Linked DNA regions of Zea mays: region 2 is linked to region 1. A link is a contact called in public Hi-C data. All regions are on one chromosome and are shown on one strand. The core of a region is the stretch at or near the end of the contact, and the rest is flanking DNA. Distances in the headings are between cores, read along the strand shown. Region 1 holds the start of LOC100500712 (cell number regulator 11). Region 2 overlaps LOC103626626 (putative adagio-like protein 2).

Evidence for each region. A called contact is a pair of places that touch in the nucleus more often than the background predicts.
Region 2: a contact with region 1 is called in a Hi-C map of ear, with 1.9 times the contacts expected there. The contact joins the enhancer-like site here to the promoter of LOC100500712 in region 1. A contact is called at or near these places in 2 of 25 Hi-C or Micro-C datasets (ear and tassel).

Annotation. Positions count from the first base shown.
Region 1 is chr5:82,221,733-82,226,178 of Zm-B73-REFERENCE-NAM-5.0, forward strand. It overlaps LOC100500712 (cell number regulator 11), which reads right to left and starts at 1,807. Exons shown (of 4, transcript NM_001397140.1): 1 at 1,231-1,807; 2 at 958-1,013; 3 at 746-817; 4 at 396-640. The coding sequence starts at 1,340. The coding sequence ends at 396. It overlaps LOC100304423 (exocyst subunit exo70 family protein G1), which reads right to left. Exons shown (of 1, transcript NM_001165857.1): 1 at 2,229-4,446. The coding sequence ends at 2,586.
Region 2 is chr5:82,651,987-82,656,432 of Zm-B73-REFERENCE-NAM-5.0, forward strand. LOC103626626 (putative adagio-like protein 2) reads left to right here. Exons shown (of 2, transcript XM_008647029.4): 2 at 1-1,368. The coding sequence ends at 746. Among protein-coding and RNA genes, the nearest start is that of LOC103626626, 6.4 kb to the left of the region's middle. Within about 2 kb of position 1,750, at least 16 of the 20 cell types and tissues checked have an H3K27ac peak or open chromatin away from gene starts, as enhancers often do. A contact at or near this core is called in ear and tassel, where this site is marked.

The DNA of each region.
Region 1 (4,446 bases), core at 557-3,056:
TGATTGCTTTATTAATTACTGGGTCTCACGTAAGAGGCCGGCAGAGGCTCAAACGCCATGTAATAATCATAAAATCAACGTAAAATAAAGTGAACAATCGATGATTTAAATAAATGGAAACCATAACTATGAGCAATAGGAACTAATGAGACCCAACGAGCTCTAAATAAAGCATCAATAGACAGACCCATATATTTTTATTCAAAATAAAGCGCATATTATATAGAACGATGGAGCTATGCTATCCTAAAAGCACATGGATTGCTTCCTTGGTGGCGTCGTCATCCCATGGAAGCACCCCACCACCTTGTTGCTCCCTTCCCATCCTGCAAATAAAAGGAATATAATGGTTTTGTAGAGGCACGGTGATCATGGAACCATCAAAGGCCGCCTAGTTAAACTGTGGGAAGATGGGGGGGGGAGCTGATACCTTTGGCCATGTGGAAGCCGCGTTTCTGGAGCTCCGTGTACTCCTGGCAGAGCGCGCAGGGGCCGCACCAGAAGTGGACGCAGCAGTCCATGCAGGGGGACTCTCGCAGGCTGTACTGCGACCGCATGGAGGAGCGCTTGGCGCAGCCGTACAGCCACTGCCAGCCTATCGTCGACAGCAGGTAGTACAGTGTGCCACTCATGCAGCACGCTGCAAATATGCAATGCGGGACGGATCGTCAGCCAAAAGGAACAGGAGAGATGGAGACGAGACGAGGGGGGCAGTAGTAGTATGGGAGTGAAGTGGAACGCGTACACGTGGAGCCTCTGTCCACGATCTCCGCGGTGCGGCCGAACGTGACGCAGGGGCACCAGAGCGTCAGGCAACCTGCAACGTGGTCGATCGTCGGCCGGGAGAGAAGGGACGGAGAGCTGAAAAACATGCATCGTAGTACGTACGGGAAGAAGAAGAAGAGAGAGAGAGGAGAGTAGCTTGCTATAGCTAGCAGGTTTGTTTGCACTGCGTACAGGTGTGAAGATCCCCGAAGCAGTCGCAGAGCCCCACGGACCACTCCCCCGGCATGCTGCGAGCTGTTCACGCAGACGCGCGCCGTCAGTTGGTCGGGTTTGGATGCGTTGCGGCGATTAGTTTCTGTATGATCTCGGTGGTTTCAGGCAACGCGACCTTTGGTCCTCTTGGTACCACTATATAGCAGTATCGCTCTAGATAGCAGCAGCCCATCTCAAAACAAAAGGCCTAGTCTTGGCCTATGCCTCTCTCTCTCTCTCTCTCATGGATACATGGATTGATCCGCCAGAGGAGAGAGGGCCTCCATATCGATCCATCCATGCCGACTGGGCACGCTCTGGTTTGAACCATTCCTTCTGAGATCCCCATGCATGATGTCCATGTCCTGGCAACAGTTTAGGATCTTCCAGTTTCTCGGTAACTTTCGTTCCTATATATATTACTCCTGAACGCGCTCAGCAGTGCAGCGTCAATGATTCCAAGTTATTTAGTCCCTTCGATTCATCCTGCATCAATTTTTTTTAAAAGGATCAGAGACACCCAGATGGGTGGGCCAGAGGAAAGAACAAACCGAGCCAAGAATATACAGAGAAAAGAATAAACCTGTTGACTCGGTGAAACAAACAGCATTAGCTCATGCATGACTCACTGAACTGAATTGCGTCCAGTATTCAACAAAACTGTTCCAGAACAAGTCAGACTTGGGTCTACACAAGAGGGGTCATGCAAGAGTTATCTGTTCTGCAATCTTCTTTTCTTTTTTGAACCATATTTTGAATTGCTGAGGGGCCTACCCAACGTGTTTGGGACAAAAGGCTTTGTTGTTGTTGTTGTTGTTGTTGTTGTTGTTTGAATTGCTGAGGGAAAAAAAACATGCAACCAAATTGGTTATGATCAAGCTATTATTCTTTGTTTAAATGTAGTAGTGCAGTTGTATGTTGGGGGCATATATCTGTACCAGTTTACCAAACAAATAGGAAATCCTTACTGAGAGATCCAGGGACTACCATATTGTGAACTGATGGAGAAAAAAAAGAAATTCAACCGCATTTGTTATGATCAAGTTGTACTTTCAGTAAATGTAATGCAATTGTATTGGGGGTACATATCTGCTCTAGTTTACCAAACAAATAGCACATCCTCACTCGCTCGAGGGGTCTAGTTTTTTCCCCCCCCCCATATAATCCATTGCATCTATTAAGCTCGATTCTTGGTACATTAAAAGGTAATGCCCACAGGTCACCTAAAACTAAAATTACAAATCGATTTTACATAACTACACAGCTGATTGAATATCTCCAGATGAATGATTATGGTGCCAGGGACACCAGCAGAAGTACACAACAAGAGAAAATAGCTCAGGAGAATGGTAACATCTCAGACCATGGGTAACTTATGTTCAGGGACACTAACAGGAGCTACGGAACTGATCACCAGCCTCTATTCTCCATGCTAACTAAAGAGTAACTTATGTTCATATGACACTTGACACCACTGCTCCGACCATGGGTCCATTATTCGGTCACCTATCCAGTGCGGGACTCTTTGCTTGACTGGGCCAAATGAATCATTTGCCAATTGCCACATACTATCATATTGATCCAATCTTTGGGTTCTTTAACATAGGCTATTTCACTGCAGAAGCACTCCGATGCAAGCCAGTCATTGCACTGGCAATCTTACCGCTCGAGTGCTTGATCTGGAAGCTCCCAGCCCTCCTGGGCCGGGGCATGTAGAGGGCACTGAGCATCTTCTCCAAACCATCGACAGTGTACCTTACATACTTGCTGGCATTTCCCTCTTGCTCCACAAGTGGCCCATAGTTCTGCATGTAGCTCCGGTAGGTAGGGACGATAGTCTGCACCACAAGATTACATGTCCTCTCCCGCAGATCCTTGTCTGGTATAACCCACGACGATTGCCTGCGATGCATCTCATCAAAGCTCGAATTGAATGTTTTGAGGCGCTGCTTCACCAGGTCCCTTGCAGTGGCCCGGCCCTTGGAGAACAATATTAATCCCTCCCGGTTCAGTAGCGCTGAAAGTGCTCCCCAGCTCTCCCTGATGAACATTGACAAATAGTATTCCTTGTATTGTTCATGCTCTCGCAGCCACACATCACCCAAGACCTCTCCTAGCTTAGTAGCCTTCAGATGCCTGAAGAAATGCCAATGGGTATTCATCATGAAGAGATACGACAGCGTAGCGTTGTCATATGCCTTGGACCAAACATCGAAGTTAGCTTCAAGGGCCTTGACGATGTTTAGCACCGCGTCAACAAGCATCCTGTCATTGAACGCCTCCTTGCGCCAGCTGCGATGGATAGTTAGCGCCTGCCCAAGCACAGGCCTGTATTGCTCACCAAGCAGTCGGTTGCAGTACTCAACGACAAAGGTAACTAAGCGCGGCACGCCTCCATCAACTGGGGGAGGCATGTGCCGCTGCAGCTCCACCTGCACAATCAACTCCTCAAAGATCTCGACGGCGCCGTCTATCAACAACTTGACAAGGTCCCTTGTCTGGCTCTGAATCTCCGCGCACGCTTTGCCACCGAACAACCTGTTGAAGTCCAGTCTCAGCTTATTCAGAGAATCAAACACCTCCAGCAGACGCTGGAGCTTGATGGGGTCCTTCTTGGCATCAGCAACCGCGCGGCCAAACCTCAAGAAGTCAAGAACCCCGGCTTGTGCCGCCACCTCTGCAAAGCACGCGGACGCGACATCCTTATGCTGCCCAAACACCTTGGCACAGAGCTGCCGCTCCGAGTCGAGGAGACGGCGCACCACAAACTCCAAATGCCGCCTCCACAAATCAAGAGCAGGTCCCAATGCCTGCGCGTCCTGAGAAGGGTCGCGCAGGTAGTCGAGGCCGAGAGCACGAAGACTTGCACTGACCACACCCCCGCGCGCATCGATATAAGAGGCCACGCAGCTGTCTTGCCTGCCGTTGGCCACGAGGCGATCGAGGATGAGGGTGAGCTTGTGGACGGCGACGGCAGGCACGCGGGAAGGCGTGGCCGATCCAGCGGCGGCGCCGGTCTGCGGCATCGCGAGCGGCGCGGAGTGGTCGGCGAGGAGGCGGCGGAACTCGGCCTCGAGCATACTGAGGGCGGCTGCCAGGAGCCCGCCGTCGAGGTCGCCGGCGGGGGGTGTCCTGAGCTCGTCGAGCGTGACCCCGAGGTCGGCGAGGAAGCGCTGGTCGGCGAGGTCGCGGTCGCCGAGGTACTCGACGATGTCGGCGAGCCACTGCGCGGCGAGCCCGCAGTTATCGGCGAGGAACCTGTGCGCCTCCTCGAGCTGCGCCAGGACGGCGAGATACCCCGGCAGGTCCCCGGCCGCGCCCGAGCCCGCGGCGCCTGGCGCCAGGAGCGGCGGCTCGAGGCCGTGCACGGCGTCGAACACCTTGAGCACGGCGGCGGCGGGGCTTACGGCGCGGTCGATGTGGGGCCCCGCGGCGGCGAGCTCGGCATGCGGCGCGCGGATTGGGCGC
Region 2 (4,446 bases), core at 500-2,999, 430 kb after region 1:
GTGGCTGTGGGGGGCAGGGTCTGCTTAATGACGTCTTCATTTTGGATCTTGATGCACAGCATCCAACTTGGCGTGAGATTCCTGGCCTTGCACCCCCTGTACCACGGTCATGGCATAGCTCCTGCACTGTTGATGGAACCAAGCTGGTGGTTTCTGGTGGATGTGCGGACTCTGGTGTTCTTCTCAGCGATACCTACCTCCTAGATGTGACAATGGAAAGACCTGTTTGGAGGGAGATACCTGCATCTTGGTCTCCACCTTCAAGGCTGGGGCACTCGCTATCTGTCTATGATGGCAGGAAAATCCTGATGTTTGGTGGCCTTGCTAAAAGTGGTCCTCTACGACTTAGATCTAGTGATGTGTTCACTCTAGATTTAAGTGAAGACAAGCCTTGCTGGCGGTGCATAACTGGCAGCAGGATGCCAGGAGCTGGTAATCCTGCTGGGGTCGGCCCACCACCTCGCCTCGACCATGTTGTCGTGAGCCTTCCTGGTGGGAGAGTTCTGATATTTGGTGGTTCTGTGGCGGGTCTTCACTCTGCTTCAAAACTTTACCTCCTGGATCCAACGGAAGATAAGCCAACCTGGAGGCTTCTGAATGTTCCAGGGCATCCTCCACGGTTCGCCTGGGGCCACAGTACTTGTGTTGTCGGAGGGACAAAGGCAATAGTTCTTGGAGGACAAACTGGAGAAGAGTGGACGCTAACTGAAATACACGAGCTTTCTCTAGCAAGCTCATTAGTCTGAAGATGGGAAGGTCCCAGCAAGCTTTCCAGCTTCCTTGAAGCAATGTCTCTGGAGACAGCTACCTGTTCATATGACTTGAGGCAGATTTTTTTTCCAACAGTGGTGTGCAAGCACAAGCACAAAAGGGTTGGTGAAGTGGACAACCAGACCTGATTACTTGTGCCATGCCTGGGAGTCAGCTGGTCTAAAAGTAGGAATAAGTTACCTCTGCTGCTGCTGTTCGTATGATCTGAAATGATGGAATAGCTGGCATCCATAAGCTAATCTCAGTTCTTATCATGTTTCAAATGGGACACTGGCATTATGTCGCTGGAGCCCCTGATGCAACAGGTACCCTGCCTTCTGGTTGCGCCTGCCTTCGGTGACAACTGATGCTGTGGTCTTCTGTTTTTTGACCCATCAACTGCTGTGAAGCTTCTTTGTTATGCTTTTGCGCCACTTCGTGCTTACTCAATTGCTGCTTTCTGGAGAAGCTGTAACACAGACACACCTGCTGTATTTAATTTTGCCTTTCGTATCACTTTGTGCTTACCTCAGCTGTTAGTGATACCTATAACATTTTCTTTTTAATCTGATTATCAAAGGATGAATTATGAATATCAACAGTTCCATCTTACCGCGACATTTATCTTACCTGGGATCAGGGTTTGGTGCTGGCAAACCAACAACAGGCGACGGCCATGTATGTGTCGTGTCTAGAGTTTCTGTTATTTGATTTTTATCGTCTTACTATGATTCAATGTGTAAATATTGTTATCGTGACCTGCCGAACTGCCTGGTTGGCTGCTTATATTATCGACAACTATAACCGTTCCAAACAGAGTTTTTTCTTTCCATTTTGTCATCTCTGACGCATCAGAGAAAGAAAAAGGGACACTAATGGCGTACAAGGTACAAAGACAAGCACAGATACCAGGCATCTGAACCGGAATCAAGCAGACACGGCAGGAAAGCCATCAGAGGAAAGGCAACTGAAGTCGGCAAGGCTAGCACGAAAGCACTCGATAAGCCCAAGCACAGATCACAGACAGTCCAGCACGAAGTCTGCTCGCGAGGCCGACACACGCACACACTAGCAGCTCCTTTCATCGCCTTCCAGCACGGAAGGTCTTTCACAGTCCCAGCAGCGCAAGCATCCACATATGAAATTCAAAACTCGTATCAACGCATAGGACACACATGTGACCTCAGTCTCTTCAAATTTTAATTCTCTTGCTATCAGCTCTCGCTTGATTTGCGAGCTTCGTGATATACACAAGTGCTTGTTGAATGTTTGAAGAGAAGATGTCTGAGGAGAAGAAGGTTGTGGACCCCGCTCTTGCTGAATTTTACGAAGCTATGGAAAAAACAAACACAGAGAACATCACAAACAAAATAATGGCAGATTTGTCTGAACATTTTAATGATAGTGATGAATATGATGTGAAAAGTGGGGATAAAGATTCCGAAGATCGGCCCTGGCGGCCAAGCCATACCATCTTCGGAAAGTAGTCTATCAAACAGAGCCATATTGATGCCATGAAGGTGATATATTTTCATGACATGTCTATTGTGAGAGTTGGAGGAGACAGCGCCGCCCCTGCGCCAGAAAAAGATGAAGTTGTTGTTTATAGAAGCTTTATGAAAGCAGGTCTTCGATTCCCTTTGAGCAGATTTTTGGTTGAAGTTTTGAAGACATTTGAAATCTTCCTTCATCAAATCACTCCTGAAGCTATAATCAGAATGGGTATTTTCGTTTGGGTCGTGAGAAGCCAAGGGCTGGAGTCGAGCGCGAAGTGCTTCTGCAACATGCATTAACTTCTGTACGAGACGAAGGCCACTGGTAAAGAGCAATATCACAACAACTTCGGTTGTTATGGCTTCGTTCCTCGCTCCGATGTAAGTTACCCCGTTCCAACATTTCGGAAAAGGTGCCCGGGGCCTGGATGGAGGAATGATTTTATGTCAAGAATAATCTAATTGAAAGGGAAGACATAAAGGGGATTATCCAACGCCCCATCTGGTCTCGCTTCGGCCTCCGAAGACCGACTACTGCACTTGAAAATGATACCGAAGCATGCCAGAAGGCTTTCAACAATGTATGTGCCTTCATTGGCACAAGAGACCTGGTTCAAGAGCACATAGCCTACAGGGTATGGCCACTTGTGGAAAATTGGGAAATGCCAAAAGAGACTGCTGCCGGGTCCAGTCAGGGTGAATTGGTTTACTTGAAATACACCTTCAGGTACAGAGACCGATTTGATGAACCAAACGATGATTGGCTGAAATATATTGAGGCTACTAACGACGAGTTACTTGGGGTATACACTAGAGTCGAAGATGATGCTTTGACCTCAGCCTTTGGAGGTCGAGGCAAGAAAAGGTTGAACATAGTTTTTGATGTGGTTGGTTTCATATACCTTGATTACTGCTACCCCTCGTGAAAGCAGGGGAAAAGGAGGAAAATGCCGTTTCAGCCATCTCTGTTGTGCCGAAGGGCAAAAAGATCAAGGTTTTGACGCATCAGTCGAGATACATTGAGACGGCCACAGTGCCTAAATTTGATGAAGGAGCATCTTCCACTGTTAAAGCTGAAAGTAGCCTAGAGGGGGGGGGGGGTTGAATAGGCTACACCTGAAATTTTTCACTAAAAACTTCGAGATAGGTCAAATTAAAGTTGCACTGGTGCAAACCAGTTCAGTTGATTTTGTTTACAACTGAACAAGTTTGAACCTGCTCAACTTAGATTAAATAATCAGTTAAACAAATATGACGAAGTAGTGAAAGATTTTGCTAATGACTTGCCCTACAGAAAAATCCGCTCAAATAGATGAATATGAACCAACCAACAATTTAAGGCACTTAACAAGAACGCACAAGAACACGCGATTTAACCCAAGGTTCGACAACCACCACTAAGGTGTCCTACTCATTGAGGAGCCCACAAAGGGCCGGGTCTTTTTCAACCCTAATCCTCCACAAGCCGACCACAAAGGTCAAGGCAATCTCTTCTCAAATTTGCTCAAAGAGCGGGTAATACAAACTTCTTGGGGTCGTCCACAAATTTGGAGACTCCCAAGCAACCTCTAACCGTCAAGGAACACAAGGCTCCAAGAGTAACAAATCCGCACAAGGTTAAGTTTGCAATGAGCTCAAGAACAAAGAGAATGGGAGAATCAAGATGAAATTGACAGCACGTTAGATTGACTTCACCTCACACCAAGGATCCTTCAAGCGATTGAAGGAGATGCAATTTCGGGTGTGAGATGTGAATTGAATGCCCTTGTTTGGAGTTTGGTTAGCTGAGAAATCGTGGAGAGAGCAGAAGTAATGAAGAGAGAGAGTATGAGGGGTATTTAAAGGATCCCCCAAAAGCTGGCAGCCGTTGGTAGGCCTGGGCGTTCGGTTCTTCGGTTCGGTTTGGTTCGGTTCCTCGGTTCTTGTATGAATTCGGTTCTTTAAAAATTGGAACCGAAATAGCAGTACAAAGGAACCAGAACCGACTAGTTTGGTTCTCGGTTCTTCGGTTCGGTTCCTCGGTTCTAACCGAATTATAACTGTTAGAGACTAGACAGAGTAGCTGTTACAAAAATTGAAATTTCAGCAGCATCTTCCCTTAAAAAACGCGGCTGTGCCTGTGCCTGGTGCTGTCGAGCCGGTGGTCTGGTGGCTTGGTGTCGCGGACTCGCGGTGGCCGGTGGGTGCCTGGGCGCGGGCGGTG